Regions from separate parts of the Mus musculus genome. Here all the other regions are linked to region 1. Evidence: chromatin contacts called from public Hi-C and promoter capture Hi-C data. All regions are on one chromosome and are shown on one strand. The core of a region is the stretch at or near the end of the contact, and the rest is flanking DNA. Distances in the headings are between cores, read along the strand shown. Region 1 holds the start of Cacng7 (calcium channel, voltage-dependent, gamma subunit 7). Region 2 holds the start of Hspbp1 (HSPA (heat shock 70kDa) binding protein, cytoplasmic cochaperone 1). Region 3 holds the start of Ppp1r12c (protein phosphatase 1, regulatory subunit 12C). Region 4 holds the start of D630041G03Rik (RIKEN cDNA D630041G03 gene). Region 5 holds the start of Rdh13 (retinol dehydrogenase 13 (all-trans and 9-cis)).

What was found. Promoter capture Hi-C pulls out the DNA fragments that hold promoters and counts their contacts. Hi-C and Micro-C count contacts between places; a contact is called where the count stands out from the background.
Region 2: a promoter capture Hi-C map of hippocampal neurons shows a contact between it and region 1, with 5 times the contacts expected there. The contact joins the promoter of Hspbp1 here to the promoter of Cacng7 in region 1. A contact is called at or near these places in 4 of 39 promoter capture datasets (cranial neural crest, hippocampal neurons, liver and 1 more).
Region 3: a promoter capture Hi-C map of hippocampal neurons shows a contact between it and region 1, with 10 times the contacts expected there. The contact joins the promoter of Ppp1r12c here to the promoter of Cacng7 in region 1. A contact is called at or near these places in 12 of 39 promoter capture datasets (the 3T3-L1 cell line, cranial neural crest, embryonic stem cells and 7 more), 1 of 484 Hi-C or Micro-C datasets (rod photoreceptor), 4 of 115 datasets of contacts at active chromatin or transcription factors (embryonic stem cells, forebrain and microglia) and 1 of 9 other capture datasets (adipose tissue).
Region 4: a promoter capture Hi-C map of hippocampal neurons shows a contact between it and region 1, with 8 times the contacts expected there. The contact joins the promoter of D630041G03Rik here to the promoter of Cacng7 in region 1. A contact is called at or near these places in 11 of 39 promoter capture datasets (the 3T3-L1 cell line, cranial neural crest, embryonic stem cells and 6 more), 1 of 484 Hi-C or Micro-C datasets (cortical neurons) and 4 of 115 datasets of contacts at active chromatin or transcription factors (astrocytes, embryonic stem cells and stem cell-derived neural progenitor cells).
Region 5: a contact with region 1 is called in a Hi-C map of rod photoreceptor, with 2.3 times the contacts expected there. The contact joins the promoter of Rdh13 here to the promoter of Cacng7 in region 1. A contact is called at or near these places in 2 of 39 promoter capture datasets (cranial neural crest and hippocampal neurons), 1 of 484 Hi-C or Micro-C datasets (rod photoreceptor) and 2 of 115 datasets of contacts at active chromatin or transcription factors (embryonic stem cells and stem cell-derived neural progenitor cells).

The regions. Positions count from the first base shown.
Region 1 is chr7:3,331,563-3,334,100 of GRCm38.p6, reverse strand. It overlaps Cacng7 (calcium channel, voltage-dependent, gamma subunit 7), which reads right to left and starts at 1,276. Exons shown (of 6, transcript NM_133189.5): 1 at 1,065-1,276.
Region 2 is chr7:4,683,706-4,686,243 of GRCm38.p6, reverse strand. It overlaps Hspbp1 (HSPA (heat shock 70kDa) binding protein, cytoplasmic cochaperone 1), which reads left to right and starts at 1,263. Exons shown (of 8, transcript NM_001360629.1): 1 at 1,263-1,350; 2 at 1,678-1,972. The coding sequence starts at 1,769.
Region 3 is chr7:4,500,407-4,502,944 of GRCm38.p6, reverse strand. It overlaps Ppp1r12c (protein phosphatase 1, regulatory subunit 12C), which reads left to right and starts at 1,265. Exons shown (of 22, transcript NM_029834.3): 1 at 1,265-1,679. The coding sequence starts at 1,347.
Region 4 is chr7:4,469,613-4,472,150 of GRCm38.p6, reverse strand. It overlaps D630041G03Rik (RIKEN cDNA D630041G03 gene), which reads left to right and starts at 1,267. Exons shown (of 1, transcript NR_028416.1): 1 at 1,267-2,538. Eps8l1 (EPS8-like 1) reads right to left here. Exons shown (of 20, transcript NM_001374622.1): 5 at 2,109-2,270; 6 at 1,719-1,868; 7 at 1,261-1,343; 8 at 663-924; 9 at 229-355; 10 at 1-38. It also overlaps a transcript of Rdh13 not described here.
Region 5 is chr7:4,444,387-4,446,924 of GRCm38.p6, reverse strand. It overlaps Rdh13 (retinol dehydrogenase 13 (all-trans and 9-cis)), which reads left to right and starts at 1,268. Exons shown (of 7, transcript NM_175372.4): 1 at 1,268-1,478. The coding sequence starts at 1,414.

The DNA of each region.
Region 1 (2,538 bases), core at 27-2,526:
CTCCCACCCACCATCTTTTTCATTACAAAGTTTGAGACACCTCCCCCAAACATTTTCCCAATATGCAATTAAGACATGAGACTCTACTTGGCTCCATCAGAATTCTGTAAGCTTTTGGATTCTACTCCATCCCAATAAAGACCATAGAATCAGAGTCACCACTTACATCCTGGGGTTCTTAGGTCCAGAACCCCTCACTTTCAGCCCCAGCCTCGTGGAGGACCCAAAGATCTAGATTTAACAGAGCTGTCTAGCTTTTCTTCCCATCCCCCTTCAAGTGGCTCTGGGGCTTGACCGCCAGCTGCCTGCTCTGCTTTCAGTACTCAGCTCATACAAGCATTATCTACCCAATCACCGGACTGTCTTGGTCTGGGGAGCTGACCTCAGCCTTCGGGTCTGCTCCTCCTACTAGACTAGCAGTTGGGGAGCTGGACCTTTCCAATTCCCCTCACTTCTTACATTAATCCCATTCCTTCTCACGTCCAGTTCATCTTCTTTCTACCTGACCCACACAGCTCTTTATTCTGCTGCCATTCCACCTCTGGGACACCCCCACCTCCACCATCACCAGGCCTGGAATCTCCTTCTGATTGATCCTTTACGCCAGCGTTTCCGCGATCTGGATATCTGAATGGCTCAAGTGCCATTCCTCAAAGCCCAAGTCCAAACTCCATCTCCCTTCGATATCCTTGGAGTCCGTAACTCTCCGCTTTATTTAGGACCCTTTCCCAGACTCACGGCTTGCTCTTACCGGCCTGGGCCCTCCTCCTTCGTCGTGATCCGCTTCCTCAAAGACCCCGCCTAGAGCCTACCCAGTGGCGACGGTCTCTTAACTCTCAAACACCGAGTTTGTTTTCTTACTCTCGGACCCTCGGACCCCAGGTCCTCCGGGATCCACCAGGCCCAAATGTTCCTCTATCCGCCAAAACCTTCCCAAATTCAACATTGAAATCCTCAGGATCCCATACCTGGAGCCCCTCTAACCTCCCCCGAGCCCCAATTCCGGCTGAGAGTGGTCTAGCTCGGAGCCCCCTTGCCTCACCGGACCCTCCCCTCGCTCTTACCTCTCTCAGGGCTGGGCGGACGCTCCGGGCCGCGGGCCCCGCAGCCGCATGACCGGCCCCGCGGTTTTCCCCGGCCGCCGCTGCCGCCACCGGGGTCTCCGGTGCCCGCGCCCCCCGCCCCCGCCCCCGAGCCCGGCGTCCCGGCCCCCTCCGGGCCTCCCACCCCCCACCCCCCTCGCCCGCGGCCTCACTCAGCGGACGCAGCCGGGAGCAGGGACCAGCGGCCGCTCATTGGCTAATGCGGAGGAGGGGAGGGGCGGGAAGGGAGGGAGAAGGATGCAGCGAGGGAATGAGATGAGCCTTCAGGATGGGGGGAAGGCAGGGAGGCAGGCAGGGAGGGAGAGAGAATAGAAACAGAGGCAGAGAGCCCAAGAAGGAGAGAGAGAGCAAGAGCGAGAGCGAGAGCGAGAGAGCGAGAGAAGAGAAAAGAGAGAAGAGAGAAGAGAGAAGAGAGAAGAGAGAAGAGAGAAGAGAGAGAGAGAAGAGAGAAGAGAGAGAGAGAGAAATATTTTCTGGAACTCACGCGTCCTGAGACTAGAAAAGACAGACAGAAAAGAGGAGACAGAGATGGAGTAGTTTCAGGTGTCCCCACCCCCACCACTCCAGCGGCTCAGAGATTTTGAGGCCCTGGGAGTAGAGAGGTCAGAGAGCCCCAAAATCCAGGCAAGGAGAGCTCAGAGGCCTTGGACCAAAGGAAACTGAAATCCAGGGACCTTAAGCTTGTAGGAGATGGGATGGGGAAATAGAAAAATAGAGAGAAATAGACGAGAGAGAGAGAGAGAGAGAGAGAGAGAGAGAGAGAGAGAGAGAGACTGACTTTCTGAGGAGAGACAGCAGGGGCAAGCCAGGATGGGATATCCCCCTGACGAGGACTGGGGCTGTAGCCAGGCAAGGGGCGGAGCCTGGGGGTCTGGGCAGCTGAAGAAGGCGGGAAGGGGCGTCCCGGGCCGGGTCCCTAGAGCAGCTGGCGGGCAGGCGCAGAGCAGAGCCGGGTCCTGCAGCCGCCGCGGAGCTGGGAGCGGGGCCAGCACCCCCCCCCCCCGCCGTGATGTCAGCGGGGCCACTCTTAAAGGGGCAGGCTGCCCGCCGAGGGTCGAAACTTGGACTGGGGCTTTCAGGAACGTGATAAGAGTACAGGAGAGGTGATACCAGAGAAAGGGGTAACCTCAGCCTCCAGTTGGAGTGAGACTCGAAGATCCGGAGGAGAGATGCCAGGCCTTCAAAGGAACCTGCTAAGCTTTTGAGGTTCTGTCCCCTCCAAACACACTGACAGGGGCACCATTCTGCTGGCTTGCCCGATCCAGAGACTACATTCCCCATCAGCCCTGGCGGCCAGAGGACAGCACCTGGGGAGGGGGGCAGGGTCTTCTGCGATGTCTGCTGGGAAACGTAGTCTTATCTTGATTGGTCCCCTTCACTCCCTGCTCTCCTCCACACGTACTTGCAAAGTGGGTCAGGGGAGAAAGAGGCCGGG
Region 2 (2,538 bases), core at 14-2,513, 1.4 Mb before region 1:
AAAGTGGATCTCTGTGAGTTTGAGGACAGCATGGTCTACAGAGTAACTTCCAGGACAGCCAAGGCTATACCGTAAAACACTGTCTCAAAAAACAAAACAAAAACTAACCAACCACAAACTATTTGTACACAAGTAAATAGGTAAGTCTACAAAAAAATTAAAAGAACAACAATAATTTAAGAGGCTGAAGAGATAGCTTGTCATTAAGAGTACTTACTGTTCTTGCAAAGAGCCTGAGCTTGGTTCCTAGCACCCATATATATATATATATTGGTTGTCTCATAACTGCCTGTAACTACAGCTTTAGTTTGTCCTTTGTCTCTGGCCCCATAGAAACCTGCATTTACAGGCATCTGCCTCCTCCCCTACTACATAATTAAAAACAATCTTTAAAAATAAAATCTAGCCGGGCAGTGGTGGCCCACACCTTTAATCCCAGCACTCGGGAGACAGAGGCAGGCAGATTTCTGAGTTCGAGGCCAGCCTGGTCTACAAAGTGAGTTTCAGGACAGCCAGGACTACACAGAGAAACCCTGTCTCGAAAAACCCAATAAATAAATAAATAAATAAATAAATAAATAAATAAGTAACTCTAAAAATATTTTTAAAATGATTGGAAGATCGAAGGTGGAAGACAGCTGATGTTGACATGGGACTTCCCACACACCATGCATAGTCACATGAAGACACACAACTCACACAGAGTATTCCACACTGAAACCGGTAATAAATGGGGAAACTGAGGCCTAGAAAAAAGTGAGCCCGAGTCTCAGGTTACAAAGGTGGGATATTAGGGGAGATATCCCGAGACTCTAGGAGCAAATGCAGTTAAAATCAGTTGAGTGAGGAACAAAACCGTCTGAGCAGCAGCAGCAGCAGCAGCAGCAGCAGCAGCAGCAGAGAAGGGGCGTGGCCTACGCAGGGGCGTGGCCGAACAGGACAAGCTGAAGTTCCAGGTACTAAGAGGCGGGACTTGACTGGGACAGGCCGAAAGGCCTAGAAAAGAGGCGGGGAATATGGGCATAGGCGGGGCCTATGCCTGGGAGGGGAGGAGTTCGCCATGAAAGTCCCTTGTTTGCTAAGATAAACAGAGGAGCTAGGGGGCGGGGCTTATAACAAAAGCGCGAAATGTAGGGGCGTGACAAAGAGAAAGTGGTGGGGGCCTAGTCGACAGAGGCGGAGCTAAGTGCCGCATCCGCTAAGAGGTGCTGCTTAGAACTGGGCAAACAGCTTGGGGTGAGGCACTTCCGTGTGAGAACTGCGTATTTCCGGTAAAGATGGCGGCGCCCAGTAGAGTCAGGTGCAGCCTAGTCTATCTTTAGGCGTGGTGGCAGCTCTAGACCCGGCAAGGTGAGATCAGCCCCATTGGGGCGCCCCTCTTCAAAGACACGGGAGGAGAATTGTTGCTAAGGAGACTGAGCGAAGGCTTGTTGCCATGGAGGCGGGGCAGTGGGGTTGCTAAGAGACGAGGACGCAAGCTGGGGAGCTTGGGGGGGCTCGTTGCCAGGGAGTAGGTGGGGCCTGTTGCTAGGGAGCAAGGAGGGACATCTGGATTTGGGCAAGGGTCCTGTTAGTATGAAGGAAGGAAAGGGGGCTATGGTTAAGGTGGTTGCAGGCAGAATGGTTTGGGATCATGAGAAGACTCCTAACACCTTCAAAACTCCACCTTCTCAGCAGACCTTCAAGAGTCGACCCATCCGGACACCATTGCTGCCTCAGCGGTGACCATCAATTTCCTTTAAACACATTCTTCCTTCACAGAAAGTCCATGGCAGACAAAGGCTCAGGGGGCAGTCGCCTCCCTCTTGCGTTGCCTCCGGCCTCTCAGGGTTGCTCGTCAGGGGGCAGTGGTTCCTCGGCGGGGGGCTCAGGCAACCCCCGGCCTCCACGGAACCTCCAAGGCCTGCTGCAGATGGCTATTACTGCGGGTTCTCAGGAGCCAGACCCCCCTCCAGAACCCATGAGCGAGGAGGTAAAGTATGAGGACCTAAGAAGGTTGGGTGAGGGTCCTGAGGATCTAAGTGTCTTGGGGAGAGTGGCTTAGTGAGCTACAAGCTGTTGTCTTCCTGGGTGGTGAGCTAGAGTCTAAATGTGGCATCATGATAGGGTGAAGGTCAGCTGTAAAGTGTCCGATCGCAGCCTTGTATTGGGAAGTCTCATGATGAGTGAAAAGTCTAAAAGCAAGCTGGGTTCTCTAGACCCAGGCAGAACTAGATTCAGCTTTGTCTCCACAAGTGTGACCTTGGGTATATTATTTAATCTTTCGAATCCTCAAGTGTTCGTTCATTTTTGAATTGATGGTGATAATAGTAATGATAGTGTCTTATCAGGCAATTCTGATGTTCCAGTCTATACTGACTCGTACACAACGTAGTTGGGTTTTGCCAGTTGCCAGCCATGACCTTGGTTGGGCAATTCACATCCTTTCTTTGCCTCTGATTTTTTTTTTTTAATCAATGAATTTGGAATAGCTATAATAAAACCTTACAGAATTGTCTTAAAGGTTGATAGGAATTTTTCATGTAACTTTTTTTAATT
Region 3 (2,538 bases), core at 16-2,515, 1.2 Mb before region 1:
TGAGACTACATTTCCCAGCTTGCCCTATGTTATCTGATTTCCTTGAACTTTGCTCGGGAACTTTATCGCCATGTTAAAAGATGAGTTTGGCGGTGACAAGCTTTAATCTTGTTTGAGAACTCAATTTCCCGTCGGCCCTTGGTCTACCTGATGCCTTAGGGAGCCCATTCATTCATTCATTCGAAATATTTTTTATTGCCTACTCTCAGGCTTAGTTCTAGTCATTAGGACTAAGAGGGTCTCAAAGAAAACAAATCGAGTTTACTTATAGCCGATGGGAGAGGGACAGATTCAAAACCAAAACAAGTACGGCATGGTGGCACTCCTTTAATTTCATCACTCCAGAGGCAGGAGGAGGCGGAGTTTTGTGAGTTCGAGGCCATTCTGTCTGCATAGTGAGCTTCAAACCAGGCAGGGCTACATACTGAGACCCTGTCTCAAAACAAAAATAACCCCCCCCCCACACACACACACACACAAACAAACAGACTCCTGTAATCCCAGCAATTAGGAGATGGAGACAGGAAGATCAGAAGTTCAAGGGCATTATTAATGAGTTCGAGCGCCATCCTATCTCAAAACAAATCGTAAAAAGTATGCAAAATTTATTTCTATCTCTCAGGATCCGCTATCCGCTATCATTTCCCATGCGCCTTGGGGTAGTCACTTTACAAAGTACACTACATTTCCCAGCATGCCCCAGTAGCCTGTCCGGCCGCTCTACCCAGATTCCCAGCACTCCCTAGGGACATGTCCTCCTTTAGGCAGTTCTCTTTTTGCTTGTTTTTTCGAGAGAGGGTTTCTCTGTGTAGCTCTGGCTGTCCTGGAACTCAGGACCAGGATCAGACCAGACTGGCCTCGAACTCACTGCCTCCCAAGTGCTGGGATTGAGGGCGTGCCTTTTGAGTTTTTCGTTCGACCCCTTCCAGCTCCGGATTTCTAAACGTGCCTCAGGATATATAGCGAGTCTAGCGAAGACTTCCGCTTGTAGAACCCATTTCCCAGCACTTCTGCCGGCCTGCCGGCTGCCTCATTCTCTAACCTATCTGCTCAAGTTATGCAAGGCTCCTCAATGGGGAGAAACTCCACTTCCCAGCTCGCTACGAGGGGCTTCTTTTTAGGCCCTTGCCCCCAGCGATAGCTACGCAAGTCTCAGGCGGGACTCGGTTACCCAGAGGGCTTTGGGTCGGCGCCGTGACGTCAATATACCGAGCGGGGGCTGGGCGAGCTTCTGGGCGGTGCTTGTCGCGCGGCGGTTCCCGGCGGCCCCCGGGGCGGGCGGGTGGCGGCTGTTCGTCGCCCGGTGCTCGCTCGCTCGCTTAGTAGGCGGGCGAGCGGCCGGCGCGATGTCCGGCGAGGATGGTCCGGCAGCGGGCCCGGGGGCGGCGGCGGCTGCTGCGGCCGCCCGTGAGCGGCGGCAGGAGCAGCTGCGGCAGTGGGGGGCTCGGGCGGGCGCCGACCCGGGCCCCGGGGAGCGGCGAGCCCGCACGGTCCGCTTCGAGCGCGCCGCTGAGTTCCTGGCGGCCTGCGCGGGGGGCGATCTGGACGAGGCTCGCCTGATGCTGCGCGCAGCGGATCCCGGTCCCGGCTCCGGCGCTGCGTCCGACCCCGCCGTCCCTCCGCCTGCCCGTGCCGTGCTCGACTCCACCAACGCGGATGGCATCAGCGCCCTGCACCAGGTCAGCGCCCCCGCCCCGCGTCTTCGCCACTCGGGCATCCTCCCTCCTCGGCCCTGATCCACCTCCCCTCGACTGTGCCATCGCTGAGGATCCCGCCTGCTCTGTGGCCGCCTCTTCTCTGTCATTCGTGCTGTCATCTCTCTCCCGTGCATTTTTTGCAGCATCGCTTACTTCCGTGCCTATGCTGGCCGGGTTCCTCCTTTCCTAGCTGGTACTTGTTTGACTGTGCTGAAGTCTTTCCTGACCCAGGCCTGTGGTTTCGTTCTCCTGCACTCTGACTTGACCCTCTTTAGGCCCAGGTCCTTCAGTGTCACTTCTTTGAAGGTCCATCCTGTTTGTGCCTTCCTCTTCTTCCCGTGACTTGTGCTGTACGTTGTGGCCTCAGGACAGTGTACCACGTTGTTTCCTTGAAAAGGCATTTCCTCTGTCGCGTCATCCTTTGCTTTTTTTTTTTTTTTTAATCTTTTCTCTTACCTACAATCCCATGTCCTTAATTACATTATCAATTCATCCCCCCCCCCCCCAATTTGGGGAGCTTGTCACCTCTTATAGAAGTTTCTCCTCAACTCTCTTTCTCTGTTTACATTGTTTGCCTTCCTGGAAACTTGTAGGCATTTGCTCTTCGAGGAGCTGGACCACTTTTCCTTTTGTTTTGTTGTTTTTCCTTTAGACAAGGTCTTGCTATGTAGCCCAGGCCATCCTCAAATGCAGGTCCTTATGTCTCTGCCCTCCTCCTCCTCCTCCTCCTCCTTCTTCTTCTTTTTTTCGAGACAGGGTTTCTCTGTATAGCCCTGGCTGGGAACTCACTGTAGACCAGACTGGCCTCCAACTAAGAAATCCGCCTGCCTCTGCCTCTGCC
Region 4 (2,538 bases), core at 18-2,517, 1.1 Mb before region 1:
CTCAGTGGGTGGCTTGGCCCTCAGTGTCAGCAGACCCTCTGTGCGGAGAGAGCAGGTGAGGTTGTGGGGACACCAAGAAAGCATTAGACAACAATTCCAAAGGTGTAAACACCCAAACGGGTGGCCTTAGGAAGTCAGACCTGGCTGGTGGTGGGAGACCCCAGGGGGAGAGGATATTTGGACATCACTCAGGAAGGTGTGTTCTCGGTCCATGTGGAAGCCCCTTACCTCCCGCAGCTCGGCGTCGTGTCCTGCGGCCTCTCTCGCGGTGCTCCAAAACCCGGGTAGCCTCTGCTGATTTTTGCAGTCTGGATACAAAACTCTCCACGTCGTCAAACACGTGGTTCAGAATATCCTACCATAAGCAAGAGAGGTAAGAGTGGTGCTCCTGAGTCTCAGACTCTGGTCTAGGTCCAGGGCTCCAATCTGAACTCCTGGACACACCCCCTACGTCAGGCCATGCCCATAACTGGAGCAGTGGGTGGTCTATATCAAAGACTCTAGCCATACTTCTAGAATTAACTCCCATCCCCGACCCAGCATCTTGTCAGCTAGTCACACCTAGACGTGCCACGTTCCTGAATCTCGTTCCCCACTCCAAGACTGACTTGATTGTCAAGGAAATCTTTTTCTCCTAGCTGGTGCCTCTCACTCAAGCTCACCACATCCCGCTCTGCCTGCAGACCCGCCAGCTCAGGTCCTCTTGGGCCCAAGTCTGGGGAGGTAGGGTCAGCACTGCTAGTCGTGCGAGCTTGGTCGGGTTTCCTTGCTTCCTCAGTCTCTGGAATTGACTCCACTTGGGGTCGCCCGCGGACTGCGGATGGTTCCACGGTGTTGATCACCAGGCGGACAGACGGGCGACGCTGTAAGGGCGGGGTCTCCGCTGCTGGAGAGGCGCCGCGTCGCAGCTCCTCCTGCGTCGCCCTGAGTTAAGAAAAAGGGGAGACCGAGGCTGGGGCAACCGATGGGATCAGGAAGGGGGGGGGGCGGTCAAACGAAGGCTGGGCATTTCATAATGAGAAACTGGATACGAAGATGGAGAAACCAAAGACCAAGACAGGCTAAAGTAGAAGACTGGAGCGGAGCGGTCACCTTGTCTGGGAGGTACAGGTAAGACCTGGCCAAGGCTAATTTGTGACCACATTCAACACTCTAGGCTGTTCGTACCAAGCTCATTTCTTAGCTGAGGAGAGTGAGGTCCATAGATGGGAGAATTTTTTTTTTCAGTGCGCTCTGCATCTGCTTCCCCCTTCTCCTCACCTGAGCGCTGCTGCCCTGCGTTCTCCACGTCCGGAGCGGTAGTTCTGCAGAGCCCCTTGGATGTCCTCACGGATCAGCTCCGCCTGTCAATCATACTTTAAGATCTCCCCTCTTACGCCCCACCCATTGCCTGCCCAGGACTCTTTCTTGTTCTCAGCGCTTTGCCTCCGACTGTCTTGGACAAACCCCATGGACCCCATCTTGGTTCTGCCTGCCTGCCTGCCTGCTTCCAACCATCTTTTTTATGTTTTTCTCAAAGCCTTTGTTCTGCATCTTCTTCCCATCGTCACATTCAGTCATGGTCTAGAGTTCATTCAACCTGTCCTCAATTCTGGTTCCCTCTCAGACCTGCTTTCCTAGGCTATGTCCCCGTTTGCCAAGGCCCCGCCCCAAACATGGAAGCCCCGCCTCTGATTCTCTACTAGAAAAAAAAGCCACCCGGAGCCACGCCCACTCACTCCGAGGAGCAGGCCCTGGAAGAAATGAACATCCGGCTGTGCACGCTCTGGCTCCTGGCACACCAGGAGCAGCAATGAACGGCTCCGTCCTCGGGGCATCACCGCGTCGCAGCGTACGATGGCATCGAGAGGATATGACTCTAGTTCTTCCTGCAGGACGGGGTCGCAGGGTAAACGGAGGCACAGATTCCTATGACTGCTAGAGCAGTGTCCAGGACTTGGGGCAAGGCAACCGAAAGAGTTCAGGGGCCTAGAAATAACACCCTGTTTAATAACCTAGGCTTCAAAGGATAGCTTGCCAAAGTTCCCAGGGGAAGGACGCTTCGGAGCCAAGATTCACCCTCAGATCTCAGCCCCATTTCTCTCTTCCACCCAATTGCTCTCTGGCACCTTGGAGACTGGATCAAGCAGAGTGACTTGACTAGGTGACACTCTCAGTAGCATCTCCTGTGCCCAGACACGCCCCTGGCTGTCCATGACTGCCAGCTTTCTGGAAGCATCTTCCACAGTGTGCACGCCATCTTCTTCCCCCAAGCAGAAGGTGACCAGGTGCTGGCAGGAGACAGAGTAGGTAGCTGAGTCCCAGGCTATGCCAAGCTGTTGCTGAGCTTCTAGAGGGAGCTCCTGTTCAGCCTAGCCATACTTCCCCAGAATGCTTTCCTCAGACCCTTTGAATCCAGACCTCAGTCTCCCTCCCTCAGACCCTTCAGCTCCTTCAGTGGCCAGCACTGATTAGATTTCCTTCCAATTAGGACATCTTCAAACCAAGATTGGAGGCTTCTCAAGGGCAACAAATAATAAGGATTGAACTCTTGTAAGT
Region 5 (2,538 bases), core at 19-2,518, 1.1 Mb before region 1:
ACACTGAATATTTATTATAATGTTGCCAATCTGATAATTGAAAAATATTTATCTCCTTGTCACCTTCATGAAGACAAACAGGTGTCAAGTGTGCTGACATTTTCTAGTGACAGGATGTATTTGTCCACTGTCTATAGCCTTTTTCCTAACTTCCTTTCTTTTCCTTCCTTCCTTCCTTCCTTCCTTCCTTCCTTCCTTCCTTCCTTCCTTCCTTCCTTCTGTCCGTTCGTCTGTTTGTCTGTCTGTCTTCCTTTCCTCCTCTCCTGCTTCTAGACACTAACACTTTAGTATGTTTTAAATATATTATTCTTTCCTTTTGGTGTATAAGTGTGTGGACACATACATGCCGTGGTGGAAGGTCAGAGGACAACTTTTGGGAGTTGATTTTATCTTTCCACCATGTTCTAGGAATCAAACACAAGTTGCAAAGCTTGTATGACAAGTGTCTCTACCCCATGCACCATCTCACTGTTGTTTTAAAGCCAGTATCCTTCTTTTCCTTCAAATCCAATGGTCCAGGTCTCAGTTTCCTCCCTCAGATCCAAAGCCCACACCCCAGACTTCCACTCTTAAACACAAGAGTCCAAATCCTACCCTTCTCCCTCAGACTCAGGAATCTATACTTCACCCTCCTCCCTCAGACCCAGGGGTCCAGGTCCCAGCCTTCTTCCCTCCTTCACAAGGCCTACACAGAAAGTGCTACCATTAACTATTATTTAGAGGAGAAAAACCATGGTTCATTCTACAGGGTCTCGATGTCTGGAAATGGAAATGCTTGGTACCAAACTATCTATCTATCTACTTTATTTATTTTCTTCCTCCCAGATAGTATTCTTCTGCATGGATCTGGCTTCCTAGAACTCCCTCTGTAGAACAGGCTGGCCACAAACTTATGGGTTTGCCTGCTCCTGTCTCCGTAATGCTGGGATTAAACGCGAGCACCACTACCACCCAGCTACTATTTTTTTTATTTCTTCCTTCTTTCCTTCCTTCTTTCCTTCCTTCCTTCCTTCCTTCCTTCCTTCCTTCCTTCCTTCCTCCCTCCCTCCCTCCCTCCCTCCCTCCCTCCCCCCCTCTTTCTCTCTCTCTCTCTCTCTCTCTCTCTTTTTCTTCCCGAACTTCAGGACGCCCTTGGATTGGTTGAGTGTGATGACATTTGATCTGGTAGCTGACACGCCTGTCAACCTCGGCCGCATTCCATCTCCAGAAACTACGTTTCCCAGCATTAAGTGCGCCATGGGCCTACTTCCTAAAGCCCCGCCTCCACATCTGGTCACTCCCCATAGCCGGGTTCTGGTGGCTGTGTGATTCCACGTTCACGCTACTCGAGCGCACGTGGGTTCCTGGGCAGCGCGTTCGTCCGCGGAGTGGCCTGGAGTGCAGACCCACGGACACCCTTTTCCCCAGCCTGGGATGAGCCGCTTTCTGCTGCCGGTGTCCGTAGTGGGCACGGTGATCGGCGGCACCGTGCTGCTCAAGTGAGTCTGCGCGTCTTCTCTGCGCGCTTGGTGGTAGGTTTGCGACAGGGGAATGCCAAACAAGGCCAGAGAAGTATCCCTTGTCCTAAGTCCTCGGACGAATTCTTCCCGCTCACTAGTATGGCTTTTCCGGGAGAGGAGGGCGGGTCACCTCTTCAAGGTCACCTAGGGAGAAGGGGTGGAGCATGGATCTTGTGCTCATTTTATCTCTGGACCACTCCTTCTCTACCCTTTCCTCTTTGCCCAGCCTGTTTGCCTCCCCTTCCTTCCTTTCTTCCCTTTCCTCTCCTCCCCCGTCCTTCTTTCCTTCCTTGCGTTTTTCAGACTGGGTCTCACCATGAAGCCTTGGCTGGCCTGGAACTCGTTATATTGACCAGGCTGATTTTGAATTCACGAGAGATCTGCCTCTGCCTCCTGAGTGCTGGGACCAAGGACATGCGTGTCTGTCACCGCTAACAGCTTACATGAGGTGTTTCCCTCCCCGCCCCCCCCCCCCCCGCATGTATGCATATGCTATGCTTTCGGAGGTTAAAAGAAGATGTTAGATCCCGTGGAACTGGAGTTATTGTGAGTCACCGTGTGGGGTGCTGGGAGCTGATCCTGGGTCCTCTGTAAGAGCAGCAGTGCTCTTACTGCTGAGACATCTCTCCAGCTTCTTGATGTATACACACCCGCTTCCCAATCATTGTTCTCCAACTTCCATGGACCCCTTCTGACACATGCTCCTTCCAACGTCATGCATTCTGTCTGTCTGTCTGTCTATCCATCCATCCATCTATAGACAAGGCAGCATGTAGCCTAGGCTGGCCTTGAGCTTGCTCTGTAGTCGAGGATGATGACCTTAAATTCCTGGTATTCCTGCCATTGCCTCCTGAGTACTGGGCTTGCAAGTGTGTACCACCACTTCTGGCTATTGTCTTTTGTTTTTATAAAAGTATGAATAAATGATTGTTACCTCTTGGAGATGTTCCAACGTATAATCCTTTTCTGAGGCCATGACGAGGACTCCCGTGTGTTTGGGTGCTTTGGTGATGGATGTGAGCTTACGAGTGCTTTGCCC